2 separate regions of the Ovis aries genome follow, and region 1 is linked to region 2. Evidence: chromatin contacts called from public Hi-C data. All regions are on one chromosome and are shown on one strand. The core of a region is the stretch at or near the end of the contact, and the rest is flanking DNA. Distances in the headings are between cores, read along the strand shown.

Region 1 (4,667 bases), core at 192-2,691, 39 kb before region 2:
AGGTGCTGTCAAATGAATATCAGTACCAGTCTGGTTGGTAATTTTATCCAGGGGAAGTCAGTTTGGCAAATAGCTCTTGCCATTGAAGAAGCCCTATTCTGTGCGTCATAATGGCTGGTCATCTGTAACCTGTAAAACTCCCAACGTCCCACCTCCAAAAGCAAAAGGCAAGTACTGACGCTAGGAACTGGAAAGTCTGAGTCCAGTTTCTGGCTCTCTCACGAAGCGGCTCTGTGACCTTTACGCAAGTCTCATTCTTCTCTAATCCTCCACTTGTTCACTGAATTTCGGTGGGAGGAGGGAGACTAAGCTTCCAGTTCTTACTTGTTGCAATTCTATGACTTGCAAATTCTACAGACCAAGGTTGGCAAACATTTTCTGAAACACACCCAAGAGTAAATATCTCAGACTTTGTGTTGGTTTACAATCCCTTTCTCAACTACTCATCTCAGTTCTGTAGTTATACTGTGGAAGCCTCCATGGACATTAGATAAATGAATGGACATGGCTTGTTCCAATAAAACTTTATTTATAAAAAAAAGTGGCAGCAGGCCAGATATGGGCCATAATCTACCTACCCTTGCTCTGGGCAAATGCCTCCATGCTGCTGGGAAATTCCCAGGGCTTGATCTGAAGTTATAATTCACGGGGTGTTTATTACAAAGTCTCCAAGGGTCTTATAAAGAGTATAATGAGGAGTATAATAAGATATACACCACCACTCTCCACCAGGAACTTGAAAATGGGAAAAAGAGATTGCCAAGTCAGAGGTTTACAGTAAGAACTAGACTTAATGGATAAGAATATATACACACAAAGTCAATGAAGACAGCAAAGTGCCACCCCCACCCCCACCACAGCCCCCTGCTCCAGCCAGTACCTGTGAATTACATTCATAAATTTAAGAAAAGATTGTCTTCCAAAGGTGGCTCATCCAGGGATGAGTATAGTCACTAAAGCAAACGTGAGCAGTGCCAAGTCTGTTGTGGAGAAGAAAGTGGCTTCACTATCTAGACGACCCTGGTGAGATGACTGTGGGTCCCACTAGAAAAACGTCCTTCTCCTGAGACGAAGAGAGCAACAGCTCTTCCCTGTTCTGATTCCAGGCTCACCAAGCAATTACCTAACTCCCTATGAAACATTTCTTAAGGAGACGAAAGTGCTGTAACCCTTACTGCTACCTGAATCGAGAAAGCAAGCAACTTCTCAAAGTGAATCAACAGAATAGCTTCCACTTGTGATTTACATTCCAAAGTAGCTTGACACAGAGCATACGCTGATCTCGGCGCCCGAGGATACATGAGTGACGCGTCTCACTGTGAATTACCACGCCGGCATCAAAGTGCGTGCTCCGATCCAGACGTTAGTTAGCTCTCTGAGTCAGTGTGGCAAGTCCTGGACACAGACCTGAAGCCATCTCCGGGCTGCAGGGCGGAGGGTGGCGAGCGGGTGGAGACCCAGCCAGCCCTCTCCAGCAGCCTGGCTGACACACCACTTCCAGCTCTGCTCACTTTCAACTAATTTCCAAAGTCCTTAGGGGACAACAAAGCCAGAGCACTGGCGGGTGCAGAACAGGGTTTCTGTTTGCCTCCCTATGCGTGTGTACAATGAAAGTCAGCAGCAGCTCTGAGTAAACAACCTAAAAACCAGACTTGAGTCGAAAAGAGCAACAGCCAAGTGTTCATAGTTCTAATGAGTGACTGGCTTGGCTGCCACCATAAGGTGCAAGGAAGTTTCTATAAGGGGTTTTGGGGGGTTTTTTTGCCCTAATATATTGTCTTCATTGGAGTATAGTTACATTACAATGCTGTGTTAGTTTCTGCTGCACGGCAGAGTGAATCATAAACCTCAATTGTGGTGAAGGGTCAGTGATGTCCAGAAAATGCTAGATCTCTGGCCCTACTCAGCTGAAAAACAAGAGCTCAGTCCTGAAGTCGGAGGAGTTTTAGCCATACAAATACGACACTGAATTTTGCCTAATAATAAGCCTGGAGCAAAATGAAAGAGAGGGCTCCAGAAGGTCAGGGCCTGCTTCCCTAAATCATGCCAGGATATCTGAGGCCAAGCGGCCCCAGATCCAGGAGGAAAGGCTGAGCAGAGCAGCTCACCGCAAAGGCGCAGGAGCATGGCGCACCTCCTTTCCTGTTCGCTGTGACACGGCCCAAGTTCCACCTTCTGTTCCAGAACTTCTGACCCACAGGTCATGCTCCGACTCACAGAAGAGCCGACGGAGAGAGCACGTCCCCTAAAAGAACTCTTAACTTTCTCATTTGCAGCGTGTCCTGTTGGCAATGCTGTGTTTGGTGGCACAATCCAACTAGGAATTAACTGTTACACGCTCACTAGTAAATTATCAAAATGTAAACTAACAGCTATAGCCGACACCATCTGAAACTGCCAAGAACTTTCACACTGTGATTCTAGTGGGAAGGACCATGCCCCCAGCCCCCACCCCACTCTGTTTAGTCTTCAGCTAGGTTTGCCCTTGATGACAACGTGCTCACGTATGTGTGTGCATAATGTAGACAAGAAGATGACCGTGCACTTTGGCTTCTGGCTTTTCACTCGGAATTTCCAAGCAGGATTATCCTGGGTGCGGATAATATTGAGCAAGATAAAACTGTAATTTTTCTAAGAATTTCTACTCATCATAATTTTGAAAATCACTTTCCCTGAGCACTATACTTCTTGGAGTGTGTGTGTGTGTGTGTGCGCGCCTGCGCACGTGCGCACGCTCAGTCAGTCATGTCCAACTCGTGTATTAATTTCTCATCACATTTAACATAGTGCCTTGCACACAATGAGTATTCAATAAATATTTGGCGAAAGGCTGACCTCACAATAGCAATTCCCATTAACAGAATTCCGGCCTTTCAAGTGAATTAATGACAGGAACAAAATGCTACATAACAGAAAATGTGACTGTTCTATAGTCCTCTATCTTCCTACATGGAAAACTAAGAAGTTCTTCTATATTAAAAACTCCCTGCTGCTGCTGCTGCTAAGTCGCTTCAGTCGTGACCGACTCTGTGCGACCCCAGAGACGGCAGCCCACCAGGCTGCCCCGTCCCTGGGATTCTCCAGGCAAGAACGCTGGAGTGGGTTGCCATTTCCTTCTCCAGTGCATGAAAGTGAAGTCGCATCAGTCATGCGACCCCATGGAGTGCAGCCCACCAGGCTCCTCCGTCCATGGGATTTTCCAGGCAAGAGTAGTTGGAGTGGGGTGCCATTGCCTTCTCCTAGGAAAGAGCAAAACATGCCTATTTTCCTATGGCCCCTCAAAGCAGAGGATGAAAGAGCAAGTTTACTTCCCTTGTACAGACTGAGAAACCACCTTTTAAATTCATGCTAAACAGCTAAATGGAGCAGCAAACTGTCAAAAACTGTCAAGCGAAATAATTATTGATTGGAGCATTAAAATTAAAAATGAATGTAGGTTAATAGATGAAGATGGCTGGGAGAAAAAGCATATCATTTAAAACTAGAAAAAATCAGACAGTGAATCTGCCAATCAGGCTTGTCGAGCTTACAATGAAACAATTCAAAAAAAAAAAGTAAAATAAAGATCGCAATGAAATAAAAATTAACCACACAACGGCCTTTGTGACAGCCAAGGGTAACTGAGCCAGGTTCTCCTGATGGCTTGCTTCCCTCCCTCAGTGTCAGCTGCTCAGTCGTGTCTGACTCTTTGCAACCACATGGACCGTAGCCCACCAGGCTCCTCTGCCCATGGAATTCTCCAGGCAAGAATACCGGAGTGGGTAGCCATTCCCTTCTCTGAATCTTCCCTTCTCTGGATCTTCCCAACCCAAGGACTGAACCCGGGTCTCCCAAATTAAAGGCAGATTCTTTACCATCTGAGAGACCAGGGAAGACATTGACATAAATGCCAGGGTTGAGAGATTGAAACTGGTGGTCATCAGTTTGGTGATCTTCATGCAAATGGACTAAATTGTGGTCTCCAGTCCATGACAACCCTCTTCCTGGAAAGGAGTGTCCTTCCGTCCTACCCCGTCTCTAGGCTGACAAAGCTCACCTTTATAGATCTGCTGAGCTACAGGTCCACACATCTAAGTTAATGAACGCCCAGCATCTCGCCCTCTCAACAGTTCACATGCCTCAAACAGAACTCTGGATGGTACCACCACTGCCTTGGTTTCCTCCTGAACCCGACTCCCCACTTCTCTGTGAAGGCCACTGCCATCTTGGATTGTCTCTTTTCCTTCCTTGCTACTTCTAATCCATCAAACAAGCCCCCTCTGCCCCACTGTGATGCAGAACCGAATCCGCCCATCCCTCTCCATCTCCCCCGCTCCCCTAGCTCATCTGGACCACTGCAACAGCTACTTCTGGTTGATTCTTCATTCACCTACAACTGCTCTCCCATAGGATCCAATCCATCTTTATGAAACACCGCAGACACCACTACTGCCCCTGCTTAAATGCCCTCCATAGTTCCCATGATGAGTTGAACAGCAGGCCCCAAAATGATATGTTCACATCCAGAACCTGTGACTATGAGCTTCTATGGAAAAAGGGTTTCTGCAAGTGTACTTAAGTTAAAAAGATCTCAAGATGAGATCACCCTGGATTACCTGGGTGGGACCCAAATCCAATAACCAGTGTCCTTAAAAGAGGCAGAAGAGGACAAGACACAGATACAAAGG
Region 2 (4,531 bases), core at 2,011-4,510:
CTTTTGAACTGTGGTGTTGGAGAAGCCTCTTGAGAGTCCCTTGAATTGCAAGATCAAACCAGTCAATCCAAAAGGAAATCAGTCCTGAATATTCATTGGAAGGACTCATGCTGAAGCTGAAGTTCCAATATTTTGGCCACCTGATGTGAAGAACTGACCCACTGGAGAAGACCCTGATGCTGGGAAAGACTGAAGGCGGGAGGGGAAGGGGATGACAGAGGATGGCATGGTTAGATGGCATCATGGTTGGATGACGTGAGTTTGAGCAAGCTCCGGGAGTTGGTGATGGACAGGGAGGCCTGGTGTGTTGCAATCCATAGGGTCCCAAAGAGTCAGACACAACTGAGCAACTGAACTGAACTGACTGATATATATATAAATGTGTATACATATGAATATTCACACACATTGGAAAAGGAAATGGCAACCCACTCCAGGATTCTTGCCTGGGGAATCCCATGGACAGAGGAGCCTGGTGGGCTCCTGTTCATGGGGCCACAACTGAGTGACTAAGCACACACACACACACACATATACACACTAACACACACACATCACATTCAAGAGTCCACATGGAAGTTATCAAACACACCCATCTTACTGTGATTTATCAAAGTATAGTAAATGAATTACCACAAATGAACAATTGCTCCTGAATCAAGTAGGTGGCACAATGTGATTTATGCATATCGTATGAGATGAATAAATCCATGGTGGAAAAGATCAAAGGCAAAGCTGGAACTGTTGTTAACATGTACAGGGCCTCACTGAAAATCTTAATAAAACTGTTTAGAGGAAAATAGAGGGATCATTTGTTTAAATGAAAAGAGATACTGCATATGCTGAATTTCAAAAGCAGCATTCATTTTCATACACACACATTAGATCTGGCTAAAATTAGCTCCAGTTTCTACTTTATTTTTTAAGGTCTCAAAGAATAAAGGTTTCAACAAAATTTCATTGAGCTGAAGCTCAGCCCTGAGTTTCCAAGGTACCTGAGCATCTAGGGAAGACACTCCCCCTTGCCGCACTCCATTATCCACTTGGGCATCATCCCAATTTTTCCACCCACTCTCCCTTCGCCTCAGGTCTTAAACAGGAAACATACAAAGGCTGTGTCACACCAGTGTTCCATTTCTGCTGCCTCCACTGCCTCTTACCTGCCCTCATATATTCCACTCTGGCTGACTTCATTGCTGAAAGAATACTCATTCCCACCTGCCTGGTAAACTTCCTACCAGGCACAAAAACCCAAAGCCCAGACTCAAAGATCACTTTTAGGCCAGTGGCTCCTCCAAATTTATTTCCAGATTGGATCTCCCAGCAATCTTCTTCCCACACTCTCTAGTGTCTGCTGGACTCCAGCAACTCAGATGTCCACCAGCACCTGGGCTTCCGCCAAAACGGCCTGATCGATTACACACCATGCTACTTGCCTGTTAGGGCCCAGCCACCAAAACAGTCATCCTTCCACCCTCTCCACCTCTTCCCAAAGAAATGTTAACCAGCCTCCAGAGTTCAACTCAAATGGTGCTTCCTCCTCCAAGTTTTCCTCATCATCCTACTCAGCACCATTCTTCTGAACTCCCTCTGTGTTAGAATCTACCCCAGTAAGCACAACCCACCCCCTTCTGCTCTGTATTAGTAATTTCAGAGCACGTCTTCTTTCCCCTACTTGACCACAAAGAATATAACCTCCTTCTGGTAGCTCTTACTCACTCTGTGCAGTAGTACAAAAAAAAAAAAAGTACACAGTGAATAAATGAATGAATCATTTCTTCATATAGACCATGCCTATGAACGAGGTAAGTCGTAACTTGCTATAGCTATATCATTGATATGGCTTCCCTGGTGGCCCAGCAGTAAAGAATCCGCCTGCCAATGCAGGAGATGCAGGTTCGATCCCTGGGTTGGGAAGATCCCCCGGAGAAGGAAATGGCAACCCACTTCAGTATTCTTGCCTGGGAAATCCCATGGACTGAGGAGCCTGGTGGGCTACAGTCTATGGGGGTCACAAGGATTCAGGCACAACTTAGCAGGTAAACAACAAAAACATCCTATTGATAAAATAGCTAGAACCTAAAATAACTGTAATCTAGGTTTTATTAAAAAAAAAAACAAAAAACCTAATGACTATAAAAGTACAACATGAAAGATACTGTTTCCCTGCTCACGTTTAGCTATCAGTTGTGAGGACTGTAATGAGGCCATTATTTATGCAACATGTTTAGCTGATACTTATAAGCTTCCTTTAAATGTGATCCTAGGACATGTCAGCTGCTTAAAACTCAAGGTGACTCTGTACTACTTTGTCAGTAATACAATACAAACATTCCTATAACCCTTAATGCACTGTACTATGTACTACAAAAACCTAGATCTCTTCTCAATAAGCTTCACGTACTGACTGAGAGACAGGACTGTTTGCTGCCTGATTTTTTCATAATAAAATTCTTGAGACATTCTCGTTTTAACACATGACTCTTTAAACACTGCAGGTTAAAAAAAAATTGCATATGTATTAACTGCATGTGCAATTAAGCTACTTCCCCAAAAATGTCAGTGTGAGAACTTTCTGCCTAAAATGGATAATACCCCTAAGAGAGAAACTAGCAATAAGACATTGCACCCCTTTCAATGGAGTTGATACTTATAGACCTCATGAGGCTTCCCTCTGCACATAATTATTCTATTTCCTTTTAAAAGACACCTCCCTAACCCACAGCCCATAAAATATAAAGTACCCAGTTCCATATTTTACAAAAGGACAGAACGTGTGTGATAACTTCCCCCCTCCCCTGCCTTGCACCCCAGTAGGACTTTACTGATCCCCCTTCCTGAGTCACCGTACTTCAATCATTCAGGTGTGTGTGTGTGTGCGTTTTCACTCAGACCACAAATAACTTCACTTACGCCTGCAACTCAGCAGTTCATCCTACAGTAGAAAAACAACACACAGGGATCCTGTGTCAGGAATCGAGGCAGACTAACATAAAATCCAGAAAAATAAATAAAAGGCCCTTTGGCTTTCAGGGCTGCAAATGTCCACAGTGTTGGTCCAAAGACCAAGGTACAGGGATATTTACTTACTCCTCGTCACTTATGGTTAAGGAGCAACCATCACCAAACAAGAACGTTACAATCACCCTGTCAAGACAAGTCACATGCTCACAGTGATAGCTTATGTTCATGGATCATAAACTATACACCAGGTTACTATTCTGCCCAGTGTACAAATATTACATCATTCCAACCTCACAGCAGCCCTAGTTCTCATATGATCTCCATCTTACACATGAAGAGACTGTGGCCCAGGAAGGTTACAGGACTGCCCCGGGTCATAGCGGCAGTTCTACATCTTAAATTCAGACAGGCTGGTTCCAGAGCCTCGCGTCCTTATTTTAAATACCATGGAATTTATATAGAACTTAAAAAACTGGACCTTAGAAGCAGGGTGTCAGGGGTGAGGAGCAAGCTCTTTATTTAAAGAAATCTAGTGAATCAGTTTCAAAATGAACATTCTGATAAAGCAAGGATTAGCCTCTTAAATATGAGCTGAAAATCCAAATTTCTGTATGTAAGGTTGGATAAAAGTGGTTGGTGCATCTTATCAGGGAAAGAAACAGAACATGACTTGGGAAGAGCTGCCCAGAGACCACCAGATCCAGCCCACGCCACAGCAGTGGAACGTCAGTGTGACTCCAAGAGACCATTCCGGTTCCTTTGGATTCAGTGGGTCTAGGGTGGAGTCCCGGTTCTATTTTTTTCTTTTTTTTCTAACCTCTCCTGGAGATTCTGGTGTCCCGCCAGGCTCGAGAACCTCTGAACTAGTCTATTTCCACAGCTTGGAGCAGGACTACTCCCAAGGCAAACAGAAAAAGGGGATCGATTTCACAATCTCCTCTGGTTGCGAATACCAGTGTTCCCAAGCCCTTATTGCCCCAATTTCAAACTAACTTCCCCTGCTCTCCTGATTCTAGGCAGGCAGTCTTCCTTTCAACAGAGAACCATGAGTCATCAACCCTGCATCCACCCTGTGTCTGCATGACTCTCCAGGTCAGAAAAATTTACTGTACATGAAGAAAGCAGGAAGTTGTCAAATCCCAAACAGACACCGAGAAATTCAAGATCCAACCAACATGGGTTGCTACCGAACCAACAAGCTATCTCCCTGCACTGCGGTCACACAACAACCACAACCTAAAACATGGAGACAGTGACTTAAGGTAACCGTTTGGTAACAAAACTTGCCCATCAGCTCCAAGCACAGGTGACAATTAAAATGATCAGGCTCAACCCCAGCACACAATAATGAACCATCGGCAAGGCAGAGGCAGACTACATCATTAACCAAATAAATCAAAAAGGAGGATACCTTAATCCAAGTTTAAAAAAAAAAAAAACCTCTGCGATTTCTCAATTTCCCACACAGTAGTTTGCAAAGGCAATTATCTTCAACAGTCTGTAAAGTGCTGAAGTACGACTAGTAGGCGATTTTCCAAGGCCAGACTTTATCCTCAGATAGAAACCA

The links. A called contact is a pair of places that touch in the nucleus more often than the background predicts.
Region 1: a Hi-C map of liver shows a contact between it and region 2, with 3 times the contacts expected there. The contact joins two enhancer-like sites. A contact is called at or near these places in 6 of 16 Hi-C or Micro-C datasets (blood, liver, omental adipose tissue and 2 more).

The regions. Positions count from the first base shown.
Region 1 is chr20:39,644,770-39,649,436 of ARS-UI_Ramb_v3.0, reverse strand. The region is part of intron 3 of ATXN1 (ataxin 1); the gene reads right to left. Among named protein-coding and RNA genes, the nearest start is that of ATXN1, 56 kb to the right of the region's middle. Within about 2 kb of position 1,441, at least 21 of the 54 cell types and tissues checked have an H3K27ac peak or open chromatin away from gene starts, as enhancers often do. A contact at or near this core is called in liver, where this site is marked.
Region 2 is chr20:39,607,505-39,612,035 of ARS-UI_Ramb_v3.0, reverse strand. The region is part of intron 3 of ATXN1 (ataxin 1); the gene reads right to left. Among named protein-coding and RNA genes, the nearest start is that of ATXN1, 19 kb to the right of the region's middle. Within about 2 kb of position 3,260, at least 20 of the 54 cell types and tissues checked have an H3K27ac peak or open chromatin away from gene starts, as enhancers often do. A contact at or near this core is called in liver, where this site is marked.